Linked DNA regions of Ovis aries: region 1 is linked to region 2. A link is a contact called in public Hi-C data. All regions are on one chromosome and are shown on one strand. The core of a region is the stretch at or near the end of the contact, and the rest is flanking DNA. Distances in the headings are between cores, read along the strand shown.

Region 1 (6,977 bases), core at 953-3,452, 160 kb after region 2:
ACCTATCCGTGAGCTTCCCAGGTGGCTCAGTGGTAAAGAATCCGCCTGCCAGTGCAGAAGACTCAGGTTCAACCCCTGGGTTGGGAAGATCTCCTGGAGGAAGAAATGGTAACCCGCTCCAGTACTCCTGCCTGGGAGATCCCATGGACAGAGGAGCCTGGCTGGCTACAGTCCATGGGGTCACAGAAGAATCAGATATGGCTTAGTGATTATATAATGACAGTACCTAGCAGGACTCTTCTAATGTACCAGCACCTGAAAGTTCACTGACCACTAGTTCATTGACTCTGTAAATATTTGTTGAACCAATAAGTGGAATATTTTGCTACCTTAGCTCTTTCTCTTGCATTTATGACTGAAGGACTTAGTTTTCATTAAACTTCCCCTCTCCATACTTATTGTTACAGAAGTGCTCACTAGTTTTTCTGGTAACCAGCAATAATGTCAGCATATTGTCCACACCTGCATCCCTTACCCTGTATCTGCTTTGTCCCAGTTTCCACTGCCTTGTTGACTCCTGCAAAGTCTCCAGGAGAGGCACAAAATGAAAAAAAGAAGTAAAAATGACATTTGGCATGAAGATAATGGCAGTAGTACTGACAACAACTTAGTAACCAGCGTCACTTTGCCAAATCTAACTACTTTACCTGGTTGTGTGCGGAAGTTATATCCAAGCTGAAATGGGAATAGTGAGAAAGAGGCAGCTCTGAGCAAGGGCATTCCAGGCAAAGAAACAAAGCAAGCTTGTCCAACAGGACCAGGGCAGAGTGAGTGAGAAGGTCAGCGGCGGGAGATGAGATCAAAGTGGTGGTTGAGGACACACCATGTGGGGTCCTGTGGGTAGGTAAGGGGACTGGATTTGTCTTGGCTGCTATAGGGGGGGACATGGTCTACAAGGGCCAAGACTGGGAACCAAGAGACTTGAGAAGAGGCTGTCATAGTTACTATTCAAGAGTTAATGGTATCTGGGCTGGGCTGTCGTGGGGATCTGTTTTGGAGCCAGAGTCAAGAAGAATTGCTCATGAGGTGGATAGGAGGATAAGGAAAAGGGGAGATTTTTGGGGAGACTTCTAGAATTATGGCTTGAGTGAGTGAATGGTGCTGTGCACTCAGTGGCAGTAGGGAGATAAGCAAGAGGAGAGCAAGTTTCCAGAATAAAAACAGGAGTTTCATTTTGGACATGTTGGGTTTGAGTTCCCTGTTTGATCCAGAAGGGAAGACTACCAAATAGGCAGTGTGTCTATGAGTTGGTAGTTCAGGACAGAGGGCCCAAGTAGAAATATAAATTTGAAAGTCATCAGCCTTATCTATTTACTTGGAGACAGAAAATGAGGAAGAACTAGCAAAAAAAATTTGGGCCATTCATTCCTGTATCAATTTCCTGTCACTTTCTCTGGCCGAGATTGTTTCTGTGTCTATTACTTTTGCATTAAATATATCCTGGTCTTCTGCCATTGATTAGTTCACTGTAGAATGAGGCTCTTCCTTAAGGTACCAGGCAGAGCTATTAATAGCAGAAATGTTATCTTTGTCTGGTCTCAGCACTGAGCATTTCCTGTATATAAGAACAGTTCGTGGCTCTTATTCAGAGGCCCCAAATTAAAGTTCTCTGCCCCAAACTCTTCACTCATTACCTACTTCCCAAAGCCTTGTGGGATTTCATTTTGTTTTACTTTTCCCTCATGCATAAATTAATTGGAAAGGTCAAGTCTGTTTGGTTATTTGATCTGTTAGCCCCTAAGAAATCTCCCTCTGCCAGAATTTATGTTTATTGTCTCACCATAGACATGACCGATTTTTTTTAAATTAATGCATCCCATAAAAACAGGCCCAGTTTAGGAATCTTAAACTACAGGCTATCTAGTCTAATTCCAATAAATGGGTGATATTAACTCTAAAAAATATAATTTTAAATTATTGATTTGCTTCCATGTCTCTGTAGCCATCCTTTTGGATAATTTTATTCCCAGTTTTATTCCCTGGAGTTCTGGGACCCTGGTTTCTTTTAGGTAAAGGTAACATCCTTTCTCACTTTTCAGAATTATCTCAGGAAAAGTCTCTTCCCCACCCCCAAAACAGCAAACTAAGCAGCTCTCTATGGGAAAACCCATTCTCATCATCTCAAAAGCAGAATATTAAAGAACAAAAGATGGAAGGCTCACCGGAGGGAGGTGGACTACAGGATCCTCATTCCATTCAAACTGATTTCTCTAAACATTCCCAAATTTCCTAGTAGTCTCTAGGAGATAAATGATTACCCTAAGCCTTTAGCCCTTGTGTTACCAAAGGGGAGAAGTTTATTGGCGTAATGGTTTAATTTTAACTTTACTTTCATTGTCTCACTGACAAGGAGATCGAGCTTATTAAATCCTGCTCATGCTTCAAGCGCAGATGAGGCCACCACCCTCATCCCTGATATTCCGCTTGGAATAGATGCTCCTTATAGGAGCCTGACAGCCCATGCTCCTTGTTTAAGCGCTGGTGCCTTATGAAGTGGCTCAGGGTTATTATATTCTTCATGAGAAGGGGTATGTCTTGTCCCTTCTAAGTCCTCTCTCTGTCACCCTCCTGTTTAATACAACTGGGCTCTCCAGAGTAGAGACTTAATATATTTTAGTTAACTTTAATGATTTTTGTGGTTTTCTGATTATATCTATTTGCACAAAGCCACTGAGTTTTCTGTGAAAATAGACACCATGTGATTCTTCTCCCTTTTTTTAATTTAATTTTTTAATTGAAGAATAATTGCTTTACAGAATTTCCTGGTTTTCTATCATGCATCAACAAGAATCTGTTCCCTTTTGTAACAAAATATTTCATAAGACTCAGGCAAGCTTGTCTGTTTGCTCATCTCTGATTCTCTCTCTTTAAATTGAACTTTATTTGATTTACAATACTATACTAGTTTCAAGTGTACAGCATAATAATTCAATATTTTATAGATTATACTCCATCAGTTCAGTTCAGTCGCTTAGTCGTGTCCAACTCTTTGTGACCCCATGAACTGCAGCATGCCAGGCTTCCCTGTCCATCATCAACTCCCAGAGTTTACTCAGATTCATGTCCATCACGTCGGTGATGCCATCCAACCATCTCATCCTCTGTCGTCCCCTTTCCTCCTGCCCCAAATCCCTCCCAGTATCAGGGTCTTTTCATGAGTCTTTTTTTTTTTTTTTGCATCAGGTGGCCAAAGTATTGGAGTTTCAGCTTCAACATCAGTCCTTCCAGTGAACACCCAGGACTGACCCTCTTCAGGATGGACTGGTTGGATCTCCTTGCAGTCCAAGGGACTCTCAAGAGTCTTCTCCAACACCATAGTTCAAAAGCATCAATTCTTTGGCACTCAGCTTTCTTTACAGTCCAACTCTCACATCCATACATAACTACTGGAAAAACCGTAGCCTTGACTAGATGGACCTTTGTTGGCAAAGTAATGTCTCTGCTTTTTAATAAGCTGTCTAGTTTGGTCATAGCTTTTCTTCCAAGGAGCAAACATCTTTTAATTGCATGGCTACAGTCATCATCTGCAGTGATTTTGGAGCCCCCCAAAATTAAGTCTGTCACTGTTTCCATTGTTTCCCAGTCTATTTGCTATGAAATGATGGGACCAGATGCCATGATCTTAGTTTTTGAATGATGAGTTTTAACCCAGCTTTTTCACTCTCCTCTCTCACTTTCATCAAGAGGCTTAGTTCTTTTTCACTTTCTGCCATAAGGGTGGTGTCATCTACATATCTGAGATTATTGATATTTCTCCCAGCAACCTTGATTCCAGCTTGTGCTTCATCCAGTCCAGCATTTCTCAAGATGTAATCTGCATACAAGTTAAATAAGCAGGGTGACAATATACAGGCTTTACGTACTCCTTTCTCAATTTGGAATTGGTCGGTTGTTCCATGTCCAGTTATAATTGTTGCTTCTTGACCTACATACAGATTTCTCAAGAGGCAGGTCAGGTGGTCTGGTATTCCCTTCTCTTTAAAAATTTTCAACAGTGGAAGTAACAAATAGATTCAAGGGATTAGATCTGATAGAGTGCCTGAAGAACTATGGACAGAGGTTCACAACATTGTACAGGAGCTCATCTTGGATGATCAAGACCATCCCCAAGAAAAAGAAATGCAAAAAAGGCAAAATGGTGGTCTGAGGAGGCCTTCTGAATAGCTGAGAAAAGAAGAAAAGCTAAAGGCAAAGGAGAAAAGGAAAGATATACCCATTTGAATGCAGAGTTCCAAAGAATAGCAAGGAGAGATAAGAAAGCCTTCCTCAGTGATCAACGCAAAGAAATAGAGGAAAACAATAGAATGGGAAAGACTAGATATCTCTTCAAGAAAATTAGAGATACCAAGGGAACATTTCACGCAAAGATGGCACAATAAAGGACAGAAATTGTATGAACCTAGCAGAAGCAGAAGATATTAAGAAGAGGTGGCAAGAATACACAGAACTATACCAAAAAGATCTTCATGACCCAGATAACCACAGTGATGTGATTACTCACATAGAGCCAGACATCCTGGAATGTGAAGTCAAGTGGGCCTTAGAAGCATCACTATGAACAAAGCTAGTGGAGGTGATGGAATTCCAGTTGAGCTATTTCAAATCCTAAAAGATGATGCTGTGAAAGTGTTGCACTCAATATGCCGACAAATCTGGAAAACTCATCAGTGGCCAAAGGACTCGAAAAGGTAAGTTATCATTCTAATCCCAAAGAAAGGCAATGCCAAAGATTGTTCAAACTACCACACAATTGTACTTATCTCACACTCTAGCAAAGTAATGCTCAACATTCTCCAAGCCAGGCTTCAACAGTACATGAACCATGAAATTCCAGATGTTCAAGCTGGATTTAGGGAAGGCAGAGGAACCAGAGATCAAATTGACATCTGTTGGATCATCAAAAAAGCAAGAGAGTTCCAGAAAAACATCTATTTCTGCTTTATTAACTATACCAAAGCCTTTGACTGTGTGGAGCATAACAAACTGTGGGAAATTATACTCCATAGAAAGTTATATTCTCTCTTGAGCCCACTAGCAACTAGATGGCACTTGGCAAAGCCATCACCAACCTCCATACTGGCAAATCCAGTGATCACTTCTCAGGTCTTAGCTGTCAATACTTGACAGCTTTCATCACTCACTCCTTTTTCCCCTTGTCACATGCCATTTAGGTCTGGTTTTTCTCATGCCTTATTTGTTGCTCTTTCTTGAATCCTTTTTGCTGAATCAGCATTTTTTCCTTACCCTCTAATGTTGGTGCACCCAGAACTCTGTTCTTGAACGTCCTCTCTAACTGAACTTATTCCCAGTGATCTCATGAAGTCTCCTTTCTTTAATGCCTTTCCTCTGAGCTCCAAACTTTATTTTCTCAGCTGCCTTCATCTGTTGTGATTAGATTTCCACCAAGTGATGCAGAACCACAGCAACTCCTCTTTAATCCAGTGACCCACACACGTGCCCTCTCCCAGAAGGTGTGGATTTCAGTCCTTGGTGCTCCCCTTTGACCCTACAAGTAGTAACTGCCCCTTATCTCTCCTGTTGTTTTGTTGTTTAGTTGCTAAGTCATGTCCAACTCTTTTGCAACCCCTTGAATAGTAGTCCGCCAGACTCCTCTCTCCATGGAGTTTCCCAGACAAGAATACTGGAATGAGTTGGCATTTCCTTCTTGAGGGGATCTTTCCAACCCAAGGATCAAACCCACGTCTCCTGTATTAGCAGGCAGATTCCTTACCACTGAGCTACCAGGGAAGCCGTATCTCTGCTAGTCCTCCACTATTTGGTTATTTTTGCTTCCTATTAGCCAGTCCCTGAGTCCTTACTCCAGTTCCTTGAATTCATTTTTTATACTAAAGTTTCCTATTTCAGATAACTTTGTGGTTTTTCTCTCCTAATTAGATCTAGTGGTACATCCATAGATTTATCTTTTTATATTAATATATTTACTGAATATTGAATCATTGGGATCATAGATTATCCTTGTGTGCTAATGATTAATGTTCTCCCAGAGTTGCTTTCTAATATTTATTAATAACATATGAAATAGGTCAAATCTGAACAATTTTGAGCATGTTGTTTTCATTGGTTTCATCATATTGTTATATTTTTTACATATATAGAAATGAAATGTATTTTGGGGTAATTTGAGGTTCAGTTTTCTCTCTACATTTCCTAGAATCTCTTTGCCTTTTTATGGGAAAAAGAAATCTGCAGCTGCCATACGCAGAGACAAACACTCAAACACACACACACATACACACGGAAGGCACATGTGCTTAATTCAAAGAACAATTGATTCGCCTAAGTTTATTCTTAGCTATTATATTCTTAGCTATTTCTAATCACATGTTAATCAATTTCCTCTTAGAAAGTCTTAGACTTTTCTTCACAATATCGCTGTGCATTTTTGTTCTTTGTCCCAAATCTCTGTAGCTTTTATTTATGTAGAGGTTTAGATTACATTGTTTTACTTTATAGCCTTGTAGATAAAAAGGAGCTTTTTTTCCCCCACAGTAATACACAGTACAGTAATGTATCTGTTTTCATTTCTCTCTTTAGATGTGCCTCTAAACACAATGCAATAAATCAACTCTTTGGAAAATTCCTTGACAAATATTACTAAATATGTCACAAAATGTCATCAATGATAGTGATGGCGATACAAAGATTCTTTGTCACGCTCCTGACTCTCTGGGGAATGGTACTGATATTTCACCATCAAACATGATATTGGGCTTTAGGTTGAGATATACTAGGCACATATGTTAGGAATCCTATTTGTCTTATTTTAATAAGCACTTTTTAAATGTAAAATAAGTGTTAATTATGCCTTTATAGCAAATTTTGAATTTAAAATACTTTTTTGGGATGGGGGATTTGTTGTTAGCTCTGTCAGGTAGGAGGAAATTTCCCCCTACCCCTCTTGAGTTCTTTCAACTGGTCTAATGATTAAATTGACACAAGACAGGTAAACAGGAGAA
Region 2 (7,205 bases), core at 2,092-4,591:
ATTGGTTTTTATTACTTTTCATCCTGGTTGTCTATCTTTGTGTGTAGTCTGATTCTGGATGCCAGACTCTGTGGAGTCATGGGTCAAGTCTTAAACAAATTGATATTCTTGGAAGCTAGCATCCTGTCCGGAACATATAAATTCTCAAAAAACAGTGTGGAATTGAACTTCTCTGACTAGAAACAGTCGGTAATGCCAGACCGAAGAGACTTAACTTTTTAAGATTCTGATATTTTCTGCTACACTACTCTTGATAGTTATAAATAAGTTGTAGGTACTTATTATGGTGCTCACTGAGCTGATTTACACTTTGTTATGTAAAAATCAAGATGGGGGCTAAGGAGTTTGAACCAGCTGCAGAAGTCTTGATTTTTAATGGCAAATGTGACTCAAGAATTCATCTGTTCAGTGAATTCAGTTCAGTTCAGTTCAGTCGCTCAGTCGTGTCCAACTCTTTGCCACCCCATGAATTGCAGCACACCAGGCCTCCCTGTCCATCACCAACTCCCGGAGTTCACTGAAACTCATGTCCATCAGGTTGGTGATGCCATCCAGCCATCTCATCCTCTGTCATCCCCTTTTCCTCCTCCCCATAATCCCTCCCAGCATCAGAGTCTTTTCCAATGAGTCAACTCTTCACATGAGGTGAAGAGTACTGGAGGCCAGAGTACTGGAGGCCAAAGTACTGGAGTTTCATTCAGCTTTAGCATCTTTCCTTCCAAAGAACACCCAGGGATGATCTCCTTTAGAATGGACTGGTTGGATCTCCTTGCAGTCCAAGGGACTCTCAAGAGCCTTTTCCAACACTACAGCTCAATAGCATCAATTCTTGGGCACTCAGCTTTCTTCACAGTCCAACTCTCACATCCATACATGACCACTGGAAAAACCATAGCCTTGACTAGACAGACCTTTGTTGGCAAAGTAATGTCTCTGCTTTTCAATTAATGTCTATTAAACATATACTGTAGACCAGATACTGTACCAAGAGCTATGGATATACCAGTTCTCAAAATACACAAGATTCCTTCAGGGAGCTTTCAAAATCCAACTATAGTATTAAATTTAAACAAAATATGAAGCTTGAAAAATAAATTTTGAATCTTACTGTGGCACTGGACATTGTTGAACACTCCTTCCTTACCATATTTAGTCCTTTTTTGGCAGATCCAGTCTCAAATACTTTTTCCACAAGGGCTGCTACCAGGTCATGCTTTTCAACTGCAGGAAAGAAGGTACTGTTGTTTTAATTCTTCACGGGCTTCCGTCTATGGGGTTGCACAGAGTCGGACATGACTGAAGTGACTTAGCGGCGGCAGCAGCTACTTATATACTTTTGAAAAGTAGACTGTGGTAGGCTGAGTAATGGCATCTGAAGATTTTCACATCCTAATCTCTGGAAACTGTGAATATGTTAACTTGTGTGGTAAAGGGGACTCTGCATATGTGATTAAGGGTTTTGAGACCTGAAGATAATCTAGTATTTTTCAAGTGAGCCCAATATAATTATGGATACAAATTTCCTTATAAAGAGGGAGGTAGGAGGTCAGAGGTAGAAAGATTTGAAGATGTTATGCTGCTGCCTTTAAAGATGGAGGAAGCAGCCATGAGCCAAGGAAGCCAGATGACATGAAAAGCCAGAAAAGTTTAAAAAAAAGAGAAAAAAAGATTCTCCCCTAAAGCCTCCAAGAAGAATGTGGCCCTGATGATATCTTGAGTTTTGGCCCAGTGAAACCCATTTTGCACTTCTGACCTCTAGAATTGTAAGAATAAATCTGTGTTGTGTAATTAATAAGTCAGTAAGTTTGTGGTAATTGACTACAGCAACAATAGAACACTAATACAGAGGAACCAAGTAGCTAAGCTAAAGTGCTAGCCCCAGTTGGCTCCTTGGGGGAGTATGGAGAGATTAACTGGGACAAGTAAACTCAATAAGGCAGTCCGAAGCTAATAAAGGCAGAAACAGCAGGACTTCACCTCATTTTATAAGGGCTGAGAGTCTAACTGGAAATACCCAGTAGCAACTACAGTCCAAAATTTAAGAACCTCAAATAAAACACAAGTGAAGGGACTTCCCTGATGGTCCAGTTGTTAAGACTCCATGCTTCCAGTGTAAGGGGCACAGGTTTGGCCCCTGGTTGGGGAAATAAGATCTCACATGCCTAGTGGTCAATAAATAAATAAAAACCCAAGTACAAGTACTAGGAGTCAAGCAGAGACTGGAGTAGAAAGAGCACAGATAAGAAACAGGAAGGATAGATGCAGGGTAACTTTGTAGTGAGATGTCAGAGTAGCCAAAGTTCACATTTATTAAGCTGTGGACACCAAATGCTTAAGGAAAGCCTAGCTGATTTGTGTGCGTATGTGCTCAGTTGTGTCTGACTCTTTGCAACTGTGTGGACTGTAGCCTCCTCTGTTTAGAGTTCTCCAGGCAATAATACTGGAGTGGGTTGCCATTTCCTTCTCCAGGGGATCTACCCAACTGAGGGATCGAACCCGTGTCTCCTGAATTGGCAGTTAGATTATTTTCCACTGAACCACCTGGGAAGCCCCTAGCTGATTTACAGCACTCTTTAATGGGAGAATATCTCATTTATTGAGGGCCTACTGCCTGCATGCCTGCATGCTAAGTCACTTCATTCATGTCCACTCTGTGTGACTGTATGGACTGTAGCCCTCCAGGCTTGTCCATCCATGGGGATTCTCCAGGCAAAAAGACTGGCGTGAGTTGCCATGTGAGGACCTACTACTGGTTAGCATATGTATTTAATTTTGTTTGCCCAGTAACCCCATGAATTGAACATTATAACCCTTGCTTTACTGAGATTGTTGTTGTTTAGTCACTAAGTCATGTCTGACTCTTGGCGACCCCTTGGACTCTAGCCTGCCAGGCTCCTCTGTCCATAGGATTTCCCAGGCAAGACTACTGGAGTGGGTTGCCATTTCCTTCTCCAGGGGATCTTCCCAACCCAGGGATCGAACCTGAGTCTCATGCATCAGCAAGCAGATTCTTTGCCACTGAACTACCAGGGAAGTTTTACTAAAGCAGAAACCAATACAGAAAAGTTAAATTACTTGTCCAAGGCCACAGAATACACTAGGAAGTGAAGAAGGGGTTAATCTCATCTCTCTAGTTCCAGGAGCCCTGCTCTTTCTTCCATGCCATCCTGCCTTCCTTTCAGGAAAAAAGGCTTGTTGACTTTGTCGGCTGTCTGAAGAGTTCAAAGCAGAAAAACATGGTGTCATCTTTTGAGATACTCATTTTATCAGTGAGAACTTGAAAATGAAGTTAAAAATTAAGCGGCAAAGCCAACCTCAGGCTCTCTGCTCTGAGAATGTACGGCTAAACCTGATTCAGTCTGTCTGCCATGTGACACATATTTATCCTTGTGAAATTGTGGAATTATTTGAAAAGGAAGAAGGGATGAAAATGCCTTCTTTCTTAAAGGTAGCCTTATAGTCTAGAGCTTACAATACTGGTTTAATGGTGAAGGTAAGTACATTTCTTCTTTTTGGGTTGGAAGATAATTACTAATCAGAGATCTGTTAAAGCGAGGGAACAGTTTGAGGGGAAGTCAGAGCACTGTCAGCAGCATAAGGATCTCCCTCTGGGAATGGTTCCTGGTTTCAAAATGAAGAAGAGACTTTCTAAAAAAAACGCAATCGATTCAATCAAGATCCTAGAGCAAGACTTGAGAGGCCACCAGTGCCAATGGACTCTGTGGACAATGGTCACTTCTCCAAGGATTCCGTGAGTATTTACTGCAACACCTTGATGAGTCAGACAGGCTTCGGCTGCAGAATAACATACTGGATCAGAACTAACAAGGTTTGGGGTTGGGGACTGTGACTCATGGAGAAGACAATGGCAACCCACTCCAGTACTCTTGCCTGGAAAACACCATGGACAGAGGAGCCTGGTAGGCTGCAGTCCATGGGGTTGCTAGGAGTCAGAACGACTTAGCGACTTCACTTTCACTTTTCACTTTCATGCATTGGAGAAGGAAATGGCAACCCATTCCAGTATTCTTGCCTGGAGAATCCCAGGGACAGGGGAGCCTGGTGGGCTGCCATCTATGGGATCGCACAGAGTCGGTCGGACATGACTAAAGTGACTTAGCAGCAGCAGCAACTGTGACTCATTAGCCTTTTCAGATTTCTGTATATAGTTGAAATTGTCTCTCAGAAACAGGAGAATATGAACAAAGTTGTGAATAAGGTTGAGGCAAGAAAACTTGTATACTTGTGGAGATCACCTGGTTTGTGGCCTTCATTGTGTAACTGAGGAAAGATGTCCACAGAGATTGTGGTTGGTACCTGTCAGTGCTATGATGGGAAGCCAGGGGCAAAGACCCACGGAAGGTGCCCTCTCCCAACCTGCCCAGGGAAATTCCCAATTCCATAGCATAGATGGACTCATATAGGCATAGCCTGTGGTCATTGCTTGGAGGAAAGGTGCTCAGGCACTCCTGTGTCATCTTTTACAAGTGGAGCTGAGTTCCCTGTGGGCAGGGCCCCAGTTGCACCTTAATTTTGATATAATCCTGCCTTCTAAGATTACCCAGTATTAGTGCTTGGTACACATTTTTTTCTTCATGATTACACACATATGAATTAACAGCATGATGTAAAGGATCTACTGAAATAAATAATTTTATTCTCGAACTGCGAATCTTTCAGAAAGGTAAATAAGTGATAAAAAGAGGTCTCAGTTTTACTAACATGGGAGAAATTGCTTCTCTGCATGTTATCTGATGTTTGTAGCAAGACAGATCCCTTCCTCCTCCACCTTCTAGATTCTAGTCCAGAAGAACCCAGCTCTAAAGGGAAGCATTTAAGACCAATTTAGCAATCAATCAAAAGCATTTTTATAGAAGGATATTTCATTTACTATAAACCTGTATTTACTAATCTGAGAGGGCACAAGTGCCAATCTTGTGACTGCTATTATTCCTGTTGTTAGTATCAATAACATTTTGCAGTGTATAATATTTAACATTGAGAAGGCATGTCGCATTGTTTTGTTTTCATTCTCAACAGTTCAATGAAGTAACATTATCCCCATTTTCCTATGAAACAGTGAAAATTCTGGGATCTTATAAAATCTGCTCTGGTTTGTTTACTCAAGACTGAATGACAGAGGAAAACTTGGTCCTTGGATACCCTTTGAACTGCAGGTTCCTGCTCTTTCAACCACATGTAACATTTACTCTGAGTAAACTAGGGGACTCGGCTAATAGAGATGATGCAAGACAGGCTCAGTATTAAGGGAAATCTAATGGCAATAGAAACAAAATGATAACAAAATAGTGAGTTCTAGACTACCAATAAAAGAAGAAAAAATCTTATCTTTTGCTGATGCCTAAATCATCTGTCTGTATTACTAATTTTATACTAGATACAACTCTGTTTTGTGTTATGAAGTTATTTTTAAAGTATAGAATTTTCCTTTAACTTAATTTTAATTCAATTTTTCTATGTCTATTTGCAACTTTTAACAGTAGGAGTCACTATTTCTTAGAAATGTCACTCGTAAGTAGGAACACCCTTGACAATGCTTATGATTAGGCTAAAAATCATTCCACTGTCTTTCAGTGATATCAGTTATGCCAGTTCACAGATCCCATACTTTTATATGCTTCTGTGATTATTTTAGAAAAATAGGTTCCATTACTATGTCACAGAAGGATCCTCGTTTAAAATGGTTTGGGATGTCTGCCTGATTTCTGTATTTATCTCATACTAGGAAGCAGGGAAATTAACAATAGAAGTTAACTGTTGAGGCAAAATTTAGAATAGCATTTGAAACCCTGACAGCTAAGGTAGGGATGGCAGCAGATGGAAGGGAAGGACAACTGAAGTCATAGGTTTGTGTTATAATTTCACTAACCAAAAAAGCAAGAAAGAGTAGTCTTCTTTATTTCTTTAAATATTTGAAACTCAACCTTAAAGTATTTCCATCAGCAAATTTCCTTCTGGAATAAATGATTAAAACTTAATTTAAAAGCATAGACAAGCAAGAAGAATATACTGTAGAGCACAGGGAATTATAGCCATTATCTTGTAATAACCTAGAATGGAGGATAATCTGCAAAAATACTGAATCTCTATGTTATACACCTGAAACTATTATAATATTGTAAATCAACTATATTTCAATTTTAAAAACAACTTAAAATTATATAAAGTTCTGTCTAGAATACCTTACAATGAAACTACCCTATTGCATTTTATTTTTTTTTTTTTAGGTGAACTTTCTTTTTTATTTTATTTTATTTTATTTTTTTATTTTACTTTACAATACTGTATTGGTTTTGCCATACATTGACATGAATAAACTTGTGCTTAAAATGTGAACATAAAGAGGAAGTTGTATTAACAGGTATAAAAAAAGCAGCAGTCTGGGCATCAGGAGACCTGGTACTGACTCAGTAAACTCTGTGACTTGAAGCAATTTTTCAAACTTTCTATACATCAGTCTTCTTATTAAAAATAAATAAAACAAACATTTGGGTTAGAGACTCTTTGAATCTCTTTCAGCTCTAGAGTTCTATGTTTGTAAGACTGGTTGGAGTGGTTGATGAGAAAACTTTGAGTATAAATACTTGTAGCTGCACATACAGTTAAAAACTTGCCTTCAGCCAAGTCTTGGACTCTTACATAACAACAGAGATCAAACAGAAAAGAGTCCAAACTCCAGGTCAATCAGGTGGCCACTCCAGTTTCTTCAGCTGGGATCTGAGTGTTGAGTCCTGAACTGAATTCCTGATGTCATCCAGATGTCAGTAGAACTGGAAAGCCTTCCAAAACAGAGCAAAAGCCAACATATTTCCTGGTGCCAATGTTCTCTTGTTAGCAACTGGCCATCTACTTTGTCTCTTATAATAGAAAAAGAAAATTTTAAAACTTAAAAGGAGTGATCTCGTTCTCAGAACTTTAGAGACATTTGGCAAGCAGAAAAGTATTTTGACTACGCTGTATGAAGCCTCATCATTGTTCTTTCAAAGACACCTTAGCTTTTTCTGCATGTAAAATAAGTAACTACTAATTGTTTATAATGAGATCCCTTACGATTATACAGTGGAAAAGATAAATAGATTCAAGGAATTAAATGTGATAGAGTACCTGAAAAACTATGGACAGAAGTTCATGACATTGTACAGGAGGCAGTGATCAAGACCATCTCCAAGAAAAAGAAATTCAAA

What was found. A called contact is a pair of places that touch in the nucleus more often than the background predicts.
Region 1: a Hi-C map of liver shows a contact between it and region 2, with 2.6 times the contacts expected there. The contact joins the promoter of SLC17A4 here to the promoter of SLC17A2 in region 2. A contact is called at or near these places in 2 of 16 Hi-C or Micro-C datasets (liver and mixed tissues).

Annotation. Positions count from the first base shown.
Region 1 is chr20:31,097,027-31,104,003 of ARS-UI_Ramb_v3.0, forward strand. SLC17A4 (solute carrier family 17 member 4) reads right to left here and starts at 2,203. Exons shown (of 13, transcript XM_060403414.1): 1 at 2,163-2,203; 2 at 476-526. SLC17A1 (solute carrier family 17 member 1) reads left to right here. Exons shown (of 13, transcript XM_060403420.1): 13 at 3,184-6,977.
Region 2 is chr20:30,936,004-30,943,208 of ARS-UI_Ramb_v3.0, forward strand. SLC17A2 (solute carrier family 17 member 2) reads left to right here and starts at 3,342. Exons shown (of 11, transcript XM_060403418.1): 1 at 3,342-3,751. It overlaps LOC132658266 (a long non-coding RNA gene), which reads right to left. Exons shown (of 3, transcript XR_009597645.1): 3 at 1-1,221.